2 separate regions of the Mus musculus genome follow, and region 1 is linked to region 2. Evidence: chromatin contacts called from public HiChIP or PLAC-seq data. All regions are on one chromosome and are shown on one strand. Each heading gives the region's core, a stretch centred on a gene start, on an enhancer-like site or on the middle of the called end of the contact. The rest is flanking DNA. Distances are from core to core; before and after follow the strand shown. Region 1 overlaps H6pd (hexose-6-phosphate dehydrogenase (glucose 1-dehydrogenase)). Region 2 holds the start of Slc25a33 (solute carrier family 25, member 33).

Region 1 (5,035 bases), core at 295-2,794, 210 kb before region 2:
GCCAAGAAGGTAGCTGTCCTGGTCATGGGCAGGACAAAACGTGAGATCACAACGTTGGTGAGCCGCGTGGGCCATGAACCCAAGAAGTGGCCCATCTCAGGTGTGGTGCCTCTTTCTGGGCAGCTGGTTTGGTACATGGATTACGAGGCCTTTCTGGGATGACAGTACCATCCTGGTCTTAGTCACTCTCAGCCTTCCTCTTTAGCTGCCCACTGTGCCTCAGCTGTGTGGAGCCTGGTACCAGAGTCAGGCCCCAGAGAAGGGAGGACAAAACTCTGTGCCGACTTCCTGGACCCACTGGTTCTCGGGAATTTCGGTGCCTGCACATGGAAACAAGGTAGAGCTCTGGCCTCAAAACCCAGATAGGAGAGGGACTAAGGCCTCCAGCAGTTACACACCAGTAGCTACAACACACAGTAAGACTGGGCGAAGGCTCCACGCTAAAGAACCAAAGTGGCCTGCCAAGACTGGCCTGCGATCTTCAAACTGGTTTCTGTGGAAAGAGGGGCCAGTGTTGATGGGGAGCAGGGTGCAGAGACTCCTGGTGAATGTCTTGCTCTGAGCCAGGCCAGCAGAGTAGACACAATCCTGAGCCTGCACCGGGCGCCTTGCCTCTTCTGGTATCCCATCATCCCTCTGTGCACCTAGCTGAGATCCAGCGCTCCTCCGGGCAGCTTCTGTCTACTCTGGGAGGACACCCACTGTCCTCAGTATTCCCCATTACCCCTCAGCCTCTCCCTCTCTACAGACACAGACACTGCCACGTCAGAAGTTCCCCCAGATCTAGAGACCGGGGCTCCCTTTCCCACTAAGAACTGTTATGCTGTCATTGGGCTGTCGGGCATCTCTGATCTATCTAGACGGGAGGGCTCTGTCTGCTCCTGGGTCGGGGGTGACTCCAGATCACAGCCTCTTTCTAGGGCTTATGTGGCCAATTGCCAGCATCAGGGCAGACTGCAGCTAGCCCTCCTCACACTACCTCTCTCTGGCTTCAAGTCTGGCAGCAGCCCCTCCTCTGCCGGGCATCTCCACCATTCTTACTGACGAACCTGGTACCACTGGGAACACTACAGGCAGCTCCTAACTTCAGTCCCCTCCAGGGCCAACAACATAAACATTTCAGGGCACATACAGTTTTCATTTAGGCCTCCTGCTGAGTCATGTGAACAAGGGAAGGCCCAGAAGGGTTAGGATGGCCCGTCCTCACAGTTACCTATGTGTCAGTCACAGAGTCTCCGTGTCTTTCAGAATTTTCCCATAGAGAGGTTTCCTGTGATGAGGAGCGTCAGGAAATCTGTTTCTCTCCTTTTATTTGATTGTACTTTCTCCCAGACAGCACATGGAAAAGAATTCTTGCTTTCACTAGAGATGTGTGCATAGAGTGTAGCCTGAGCTGAGGGCTCTGTATGAAAGGCACTCTTGTTGAAATTCTGCTTACTCTGACCTCCAGTGACCCAGACTGACAGAACACCTCTATTCCTTGGCAGAAAAGAGGAACGCCCTGGGGTCCTTTCCTGGCCTGCTTTGCTCAGGCTTGGATGCAGGTAGTCGCAGGTGAAGTTCCACCTTTAGCCATGTGGGGGAGCCCACGTGCCACCACTCACATTCCACCCAGGAGGCGGGTTTTAGTGCCAAACGTCTTTTCTTCGCTTTTCTTGCTCACTGCCTCTCAGGCGTCTTAGCCCAGTGCGTTTTCATCAGTTCTTAGGGACTCGGCCTTCTGCAGTTGCAACATCAGAGAGCAAGGGGCCTTGCATGCCTCAGGAGAGAGGGTGCCCAGGCTCTGTGTCACCATTCTGAATAACGGTGAGTCACTGCCCAGCCTGAGCCTAGAATGTCCCGTTCTTATCCAGATGAATGACTCGCCTCTGTCTGTGGGGAGTCTCTGCACAGGGGAGGCCAGTGTGGGGGAAATACCAAAGATCTCCTTTCCGGAAGCAAGCACAAATAAAATTTCATTGGAAAGGTTGGTGGGGGACATTGTCTGTGTTCTCTGGCATGCACCTGTGTGTGCCCTTTCCCTTTCTGCCCCGGGTTAGGAAGGAGTGATGTTCAGAGCCAGGACCACGGAAGATGCTGCTCTTCAGACTTTCTGAACCATCATCCACAGCCAGCAGGGCTTTACCAATCAGTCACATCTGTGTACGAATCTGTCTCAGGAAGGAGCTCTCAGCCTTAAGACCTGGGATACCCTCTATTTTTTTAAAAATTTTCATTAAAAAATTGTTGCTTGCAAACCACTTAACATTGAGTTGATAAACAGTGTGACGAATACAGCCTTTGCCAGCCTCCTGCCTGTCTGGAAGTGGGGATCTGAGGCTGGGAAGACAGGACAAGGTGTCCAGGTTCCTGGGGAAGGGAAGAGGGACATGTGGTCACTGTGTCTGGGACACAGCCTTCCCTCCCTGGATTCACTTCTGGCTCCCTTAGGGTCCCTGTAGCTGTGGCTTAGCACTGGCCTGCAGGCCGTAACCCTGGGCTGGCTCTGACCCCGCCTGGGATCTTCTAACTGCACCCTGCTCACTCCCTGTTGAAACAATGGAAGCAAAAGTCTGCACCTTGCCTGGTGGCTCTGTGGTCTCCCCACTGATGGGCAGATGCTAAATGCTATGCACAGGCACACCTTGTCCTGCCAATAGCCCAGTGTGCCACGTGGCAGGGCCTTAGTGACTGAAGATTTGAAACTGGGAAAATGTCCAGTGTTGTCCAGAAACTGTATGTTAGATTCTAGAAGCCATGCCAGCACCCTGTGGGGCCTGTTCCTTTCCAGGGGACCCATGAAGGGCTCACATGGCTGAGTCAGGTTCCTTGGGTAGGCCTGTGAGTCCACTATGGGAAGGACACAGGGGCATACAAATGGCAGAAGTTGTCCTCCTTGGGGCGACATGCCAGTTAGCATCTCCAGGCTAGATCCTGATTTCTAATTCCAGGCAAATGTTCCTGGTAACTGCACTTTAAGTAGTCCCATCTTGTTAATTTCTTGCTTCTTCTTCTTTTTTTTTTTAAATGATTTTAAAATTTTTATGTGCATGTTTGCCTGCCTATGTGTCTGTGTGAGGGTATCAGATGCCCTGGAACTGGAGTTACAGACAGTTGTGAGCTGCCATGTGGGTGCTGGGAATTGAACCCAGGTCCTCTGGAAGAGCAGCCAGTGCTCTTAACCACAGAGCCAGCTCTCCAGCCCCAATTTCCGGCTTACTATTGCTCTGGAGAAAATACTCTCTTCTCACTTTTGCTCCCCAAATTAGTGGAATCAGAGCTGCCTTCCACTTGGACTGATATCTTAGCGCTCTCCCAGGAGGGCCTCCTCCGCAGCCTGACAGGCCTTGAGCTCCCCCATGCTCTTTTGCCTTCTTTCTCTGACTCTGACAGAGAGTCGGGGGTGTGCCATGCAAAAGGGAATGAAGAAGCCTCCAGAAAACCCTCATGGGGTTACTTCTTAGAGCTTAATTTCCAGGAACCTTTTTTGGATTTTGTCTCCCGCGGAGTGTGCGAGCCCCTCAGAGCAGCTCTGCAGCAGATCCGCAGCTGCGTTTTCATCTTAGACAGCTGGCACCCCTGCAGGCCTCCGCTCACTACTAGAAAAATCACCTGGCAACATTCCAGGGAATGAGTCGTGGGTGGGGAAAGGAGAGCAGTACTGGTCAGCCCCTGCCTGCTCTGGGAATGACTGTCCAGGGGAGGGCTGCTGTCCCCAGGGGTCACAGGCTGCACAGGTCATGAGACTGCGAGCTGAACTGGAGAAAACAGGCCCATTTATCTGCCTTCTGCTCTCTTCTCCCCCAGCTCCCTGCCCTCCACAGTTCTGTACCAGCGTCTCAGCCCCCAAGGTCGTGCTGTGGCCCGGGACCTTGGTACTTGGCTCGTAGATTGGTTTGGCAGCTTATCCAGTGGGGGAAGATGGCGGGCAGGAGTTAGAACCCAACCTGAACTGGCAGTGAGTTGGGAGGCTCTGCGCTGTTCTGCCTGGGCTCATTTTAACTGTAGTATTTGGGGGTACCCGGCTGAAGATGAGATTCGTTCCTGGCACAGCCCTGCCTAAGCGTACCTTGAGCCCGTCAGCAGCCACAGTAGCTTAGCTGCGCAGTCTGCAGGTGCAGGAGAGTCAGCTCATACCTCATGCTGCATCCCATGTGGAGCAGAACTGGCCTCCAGGCATCAAAGGATTTCTTGCAAGGGTTTGGCCCCTGGAAGGGAGCAGGCATCAAACCAGAACATGTTCCTGGAAGATGCACGGGGCAGATGTCTTCCAGGAACATCGAATCCTGCCTTCTGCAAGCTCCTCACACCCACTGTAGGCTCCTCACACCTAGAGGTGGGTGTGAGGAACCCCAAGGATCTTTCAGCTTCTAGCTGAGCAAGGTGTCAATTCACCACTTCTGTCACAAGCACAAGACAGCCTGCCAAGGGATCCGAAGAGACTTCACTGTGATCTAGCAAGCCATGTGGGTAGTGATGGCTTGGATGTTTTGTACCTCCGGCCGATCAAGGTTGGGAGTATATTTATTTGCAGGTCCCAGAGGATGTCCACGTCTCTGTGTGACCATGGACAGGACCTCTGAATAATGACCCCTGTGTTCATTCTTTGACCTCAAGGGTGAGTTTGTTAAAGTCCTACGTTGCTTTGATGGCTTGGTGTTTTAAACGAACTCTATGCATCTTTTTCTGTCCCTTTCTATTGAGTGGCAATGTTTGTATTTGCTAGATGCTGTTGAGACAATTTGAACAGCCGAGAGTTTGCACCGAGAGTGTGGGTGTACACGGACACCACATGTGTCAGGATGCAGGTGTACATAGACACGGTGTTTGTCAGGGTGGTCCTTGGCCTCACAGAGGTCTGGAGGAGCTGTTTATTGTTGCGTTTTGTAAAAAGAGAAACCAGAGATATGTTTGGTGGGGACGAGGTATGGTGTGGGGGAAGGGGTGCCTCTGTGGGCCTGTGCTGAGGCATCCCTTCCCCTTGAGGTACCAGCCACACGACATAGGTATAGTATAGAGGAGAGTTTATTTAGGTCATGAGGGGGGGGTTGAGGGA
Region 2 (5,740 bases), core at 1,323-3,822:
TCTGTCCCCAGCACTGATGTGGTGGTTTGGGACTTTCTGTAACCCCAGATCCAGGGGATCTGACTGCCTCTTCTGGTCTTCTTGGACACTAGGCATACATGTGATATATTTATACACATAATTTTTTTTTTTATTAAAAGACTTAAAAATCAGCCGGGCAGTGGTGGCGCACACCTTTAGTCCCAGTACTTGGGAGGCAGAGACAGGCAGATTTCTGAATTCAAGGCCAGCCTGGTCTACAGAGTGAGTTCCAGGACAGCCAAGGCTACACAGAGAAACCCTGTCTCGAAAAACCAAAAAAAAAAAAAAAAAAAAAAGACTTAAAAATCTATGTCAGCTAAAGTAAGCTCTCATTTCCTAAGCAACGAAAGCGAAGGATTTGGTAGATACAAGAAAGATGAAGAATCTCACCTTTTCCTTTCCTTTGTCCAATATTAGAGTGTAGCTGGTATGGATCCTCCCACATGGAGAGCTCCGCTCTACCACTGAACTCTATGCCCAGATTTGGATCGCTGCTATGCCCAGCTCTGCCTGGCAGCAATGGCTTTACTATAGAGCAATCACTGTGTTTGCAGGTGACTGAGCCTAGCAGTTGTTTCTAAGCAATGCCCACTATCAAATACAGATCTGCCGTGTTTGCTCACAGCTCGCCTCCTACTCCAGTTTCCCTCTGTGTACACACAGGACGTCTGGCAGCTCAGCCGGTTAAAGGCGGTGCTTCTCATCAGATGTGGGAGACGGAAGACAATGGGTTGGTGTGTTCTGCATCCGAATACTCTGGAAGGTAAAGGAGCAAAGGAGTGGCCTGTGGGGACAGCTTCCTCTCAGCTGCAGAGTTGGTGGGACACACACAGACCTGGAGTCCCTAGCAGGGGAGGGGGAAGGAAGGAAGGAAAGGATGAGTTCCAAGACTTGTCAGAGCTAGAAGTGTCAGAAGCAGAAGAAGGGAGAAAGTAAGAAAGAGGGAAGAGAGGGAGGGAGGGAGGGAGGGAGGGGAAGGGAGAGAGTATGAGTCAGTTTAGAAGCTGACATTAATGGCCTTGGTGCCTGTGCAGAATATAGAGTCACTACCAGGGCAGGGAACAGAAGAGACTGAGCAGGCTTGGGGGAGGAGTAGAATGATCAGTTCAATCTAGGACATTTGTTTATTAGTTCCCTGGGCAGTACTAGGTGGCAGGTACCGTGACAGGAACAATCTGTTAAGAACAACCATGAAGTGTAAAAACAAGGCCCCCCACTCCCATGGAGCTTGCATTCCAGAATGGGACAAACAGTTTGAATAAAACAGAGTGAGTACACGAGCCCACATGGAGTCACCGAAGCCATGTGATCAGGGTGCTGCCAGGGCAACCAGGCAAAGCCCAGCCAAGAGCCAGACCTGGAGGTAAGAAGATGCCAGGCTCACTGTGGCAGTGGTCCAGGATATTTAAGGGGAGGAGCGATCTGGGTCGCTCAAGTCCGAGCATCAGCGCACACAGTACAAAATTCACACTGCAAAATACATACCAAATATAATGCTATTTATAGAAAGATCAAGAACACACAAAACACTAAGGGTAGGCTAGAGGAGGGCAGGCTGTTTAGGTGACGTGTTTTTTTTTTTTTTTTCCTATTTAAGCTCAGAGCTGTGAGATGTAATATGTAATCACCATACATGTTTATACATGGAAATATTACAGAATGAAATTCTTAAAAAGATCGGGAGCTCAGGGTAAATGTACTTGCAGCCAAATCCGACAACTTGAGTCCAATTCCTGGGACCCGTGAGGCATGGTGGCTCATGCCTTCAATCACAGCACTCAGGAGGCAGAAGCAGGTAGATCTGTGAGTTTGAGGCCAGTTTGGTCTACACAGTAAGTTCCAGAACACCTAGAACTACACAGAGAAACCCTGTCTCAAAAAACAAGTCAATTCCTGGGACCTGCATGATGAATAGGCAAAACTGACTCCTGCAAGCTGTGCTCTGGTCTTCACCATTAGACAGTGGCATGTGTGAACCCATGACATCCCTTAAAAACACACAATAAAAACCACAAAAAACAGCTGGGTAATCTCAGCACTGGAGAGGCAGAGGCAAAAGGATCAATGTGACTTCGAGGTTATCTTGGTCTACATAGAAAGTTCCAAGGTGCTGGGTAGTGGTGGCGCACGCCTTTAGGCCCAGCACTTGGGAGGCAGAGGCAGGCGGATAAAATGTGAATTTGAGGCCAAGCTTGGTCTACATGGCAAGTTCCAGGCAGTCCAGGACTGCAATGTAAGACTGTCTTAAAAAAAAACAAATCACACACACATAAACATAATTTTAAAAAGAAGAAAAAGAAGAAGAGGTTTGGAGCATAGGGCATGGTTACACACTCAGTTTCCAGCCTCTGAGAAGGACCAAGCAGCTTTGACCAGTTTGCTGGTCATCCTCTTATTATCCTGAGCAGCCCTTCGGGGCCTGATCCCGCCCCGCGTTGCACGACCGCCACGCCCACATCCACCTGCCGTCCAATAGGCGTACGGGATCCGGGCCCACACCTCCGCCGCGCCGCGCCCCGCGACGTCACGGCCCGGCCTCCGCCACGTGACGGCCGCGCGCTAGGCTCTCTGCCTAGCGGCTGGAAAGCGCCGCAGAGGCCGCTGACTGGCCGGGCGCGACGCCGCGGAGGGAGCCGGGCGCCTGGGCCTCCCGCGCGCATGGGCGCGTCGGCGGCTGCCTGAGGAAGGCAGCGAAGCCAGCGGAGCTCAAGACCTCGCGCGTCCCACGAGCGGCTGCGGCGGGCCGCGGAGCCGGCGCGGCCATGGCGACGGGCACTCAGCAGAAAGAGAACACGCTGCTTCATCTCTTCGCCGGCGGGTGAGTCTGGGGCCCGAGCTGCTCTCGCCTCAGCCCCGGCCTTCTCCCCCTGCGTGCCGTGGCCTTGGGAATCCGCGTTTCCCGTCCGTCGCGGACTGGGGTGAAGCCAGGACGGGCAGCCCAGGAGGGTCGTGGCTTCGGCGTCCCCACCGCGGGGTCAGCCGGCACGGCGGCTTTCCACCCGGCGCGTCCGCGGTCCCATCCCCCACCCACCGGCCGCCTCTCGCCGTATTCTCCTTTTGAACAATTCCTGGCTGGTGTGACTGTCACCAGGGGCGATCGCGCCGAGCCCCTGTGGCTCCGGCCTCCTGGCGTTTTCCTGATCACGCTGCGGTCACTCACCGCTGCAGAGGTGCGGATGCTGGAGGTCCCGGGGCAGCTAGCCCAGGAGGTACTGCGCTGGGTCAGAGCTGCGGGCAGGTGTCGCAGGGCAGCCCGTGGCCTGCCCTGCGGAGTATGGGGGGTTGGGGGGGAACGGATGCTGGTCTGCACCACGTGGGACGGTAAATGGGGACCTCGGAAGGTTGGTCAGTGCTAATCGATCCTAAAGCACCTTTCAGTGATTTTCAGTGGAGGAACACATCATGATAGGAGGATACAACTAGGAGCTGAATTAACCCCCTAAAAAAACGAAAGTTTGGGGTTTTCTTTTTTAAATAGTATTTTTCTTTTCCTTTTGTCATAGCTGCTAGTGGCTTGGGACCCTTTTGGTGCTGGTTTTTCAAACTATCTATGGAGCTGTGTCCCCAGCCCTGGGGTCATGAAGAGCTCTTTGAGATTTAGCCCAGCTATTTAAGTTTTACATAACATGCAGCGTTTTTCCTGTGTTATCATCTTCACTTGAGAACTATAACTGGACCTAAACAGTTCCATATACTAGAAAGTAATGGTTAATGAAAGGGTTATCCAGAAAATAACGGTGATGAAAGGGTTTCTGGTGCCTTGGTCCTTTTACCTGGCAGGCTGGCAGTACCTTTCACCCGTCAGATAGCTTTAATGGTTGTGCCTAGGCAGGAGGAATTTCTTGTTCATCCATTTCTGTCAGGCCTTCATTCCTCCTATCCATGTCTTCATTGGTATTAACCTTTGAGAGTAAGCCTTAGAAGGCACCCTCACTTTATATAAATGTGTCATCCCAGGGAACTTAAAGTCTGTTAGGCATATTTTTAAAGCCAAGAGAAATAAGTTTATACTCAATGGGTTGTTTTGTTTGTTTGTTATACTTTTTCTTTTCTTTTCTTTTTTAACTGAGTGGTCTCTTATGTTGTATGTCTGCCTGCTCTTAACTGGGGGAGTTTCAGAGTGGCCTGTGTTGAGGCTCACTACTATAGTTGATGACCCTGTCTGGATGGATTTCCCTGCACACCCTTCACAGTGCCCTCTGGCTGCCAATTCCAGCCTCTTACGTGCTGATAGAGAATACTGCAATGGGCAGTGAGGCTTGCGGGACTCATTAAGAGGCAGGGAGTTTATTAGTGCTGTGCCTGAAGCAGTGGTGTTTAACAAGTTCTGGTTCCTTCATTAGCCATTTAAGATCTCTGTGCTTGCAGATGAGAAAAGAAATGAACCCTCAAAAAGCTGCTTTCAGAGCTCTAATTGGATTTTAGCCTAAAACACCTTTTAAGGTAGAGCATGAAAGGAGTCAGTATAAAGAGGGCACAGACTATAGTTAAAAGTTGTCAGCCCAGGGGTCTGGTAAGCCCTTTCCTCTGTTGTTAGCTGGCATCTCTCCAGAGAGCTAAGTTCAATGCCTTTGAGAAGTCTGAGATCTTGCTTTTAAAATCTGTTGGTTTCCCTTGTTTGTTGAATAATCATTGAAGGCTATGTTCCCAAACAGATTTAACGATATCCCTGATTATAATAATATAAACAAGTTTTGTTTTTTGGAGACAAGGTCTAGAACTCACAGAGATCTTCTGTCTCTGCTTCTACCTCCCAAGTACCACGATTAAAGATATGTGCCACCAGGTCCTGGTAATACACTTCTACTAGCTATCAAAGGCTTATAAATTAATATAACCAGTGAAAATCTATTTTAGATCCTGGAAAAAAAACAGACTGCACCAAAACAATTCATAGTCTTTTTTGTTTGTTTGTTTGTTTATTTTTGGTTTTTGGTTTTTCCAGAGAGGGTTTCTCTGTGTAGCCCTGGCTGTCCTGGAACTCACTCTGTAGACCAGGCTGGCCTTGAACTCAGAAATCCGCCTGTCTCTGCCTCCCAAGTGCTGGGATCAAAGGTGTGTGCCACCACTGTCCGGCCAACTCATAGTCTTTAATTTTTTTTTTCTTAAAGGAACAAGTTTCTGGATTATTTCCCAAGATTATTTCCTATATTAACATATACTAGTCAGATTTTCAGTGTAGCATGTTGCCCTCAGAGAAGAGAACAGAAAGGCCACCACAGACCAAAATCTAGAAATAAGCACTTTGGGAAAGGTTCCGAGTGTATATATGCCCCAACCCAATTTTATACTAACTTTAAATATAAGATTGAGTTGTTTCTGTTTGTTTATTTTGTGTGAGCAGGTCTGGAATTCACCGTATAGCCCAGGCTAGCCTCACACTCCCAGCAATCCTGCCTTAGCCTTCTAAGTACTAGGATTCCAAGGCATGAGCCACGTTGCCTGGCTGGCTAAAGCCCCTGCCTGCTCTTCACTTTGTTTTCTTCATAGTGATGTATTGATTTCCATTGTAGTGTATTTCTGAGTACAGTTTACCTTTAGTACATCTCTGTTTAATATTCAGTCCCAAGTTTATGAAGAGACCGGTGAGGGCAAATCCAATTTTTAAGCCCATATGCGAGTGGGTATCCGTGAATAAATACACCATCACAGAGTGAACGGCATAACTTATAGCAAGCTCCTAAACACACCGATGACATCTTTCTAATCGCCACTTTGT

Evidence for each region. HiChIP or PLAC-seq counts read pairs in DNA pulled down with a chosen protein or histone mark.
Region 1: an H3K4me3 HiChIP or PLAC-seq map of bone marrow-derived macrophages shows a contact between it and region 2, with 5 times the contacts expected there. The contact joins the enhancer-like site here to the promoter of Slc25a33 in region 2. A contact is called at or near these places in 7 of 39 promoter capture datasets (the C10 cell line, cranial neural crest, frontonasal cranial neural crest and 4 more), 1 of 15 datasets of contacts at CTCF or cohesin (the NIH/3T3 cell line), 4 of 484 Hi-C or Micro-C datasets (B cells, bone marrow-derived macrophages, embryonic fibroblasts and 1 more), 34 of 115 datasets of contacts at active chromatin or transcription factors (the 230-238 cell line, the 3134 cell line, the HPC-7 cell line and 26 more) and 3 of 9 other capture datasets (adipose tissue, liver and pancreatic islet).

Annotation. Positions count from the first base shown.
Region 1 is chr4:149,976,685-149,981,719 of GRCm38.p6, reverse strand. It overlaps H6pd (hexose-6-phosphate dehydrogenase (glucose 1-dehydrogenase)), which reads left to right. Exons shown (of 5, transcript NM_001291004.1): 5 at 1-2,246. The coding sequence ends at 162. Among named protein-coding and RNA genes, the nearest start is that of H6pd, 24 kb to the left of the region's middle. Within about 2 kb of position 1,544, at least 200 of the 459 cell types and tissues checked have an H3K27ac peak or open chromatin away from gene starts, as enhancers often do. A contact at or near this core is called in the NIH/3T3 cell line, the SCID.adh cell line, VIP interneurons and 9 more, where this site is marked.
Region 2 is chr4:149,771,099-149,776,838 of GRCm38.p6, reverse strand. Slc25a33 (solute carrier family 25, member 33) reads left to right here and starts at 2,572. Exons shown (of 7, transcript NM_027460.2): 1 at 2,572-2,839. The coding sequence starts at 2,784.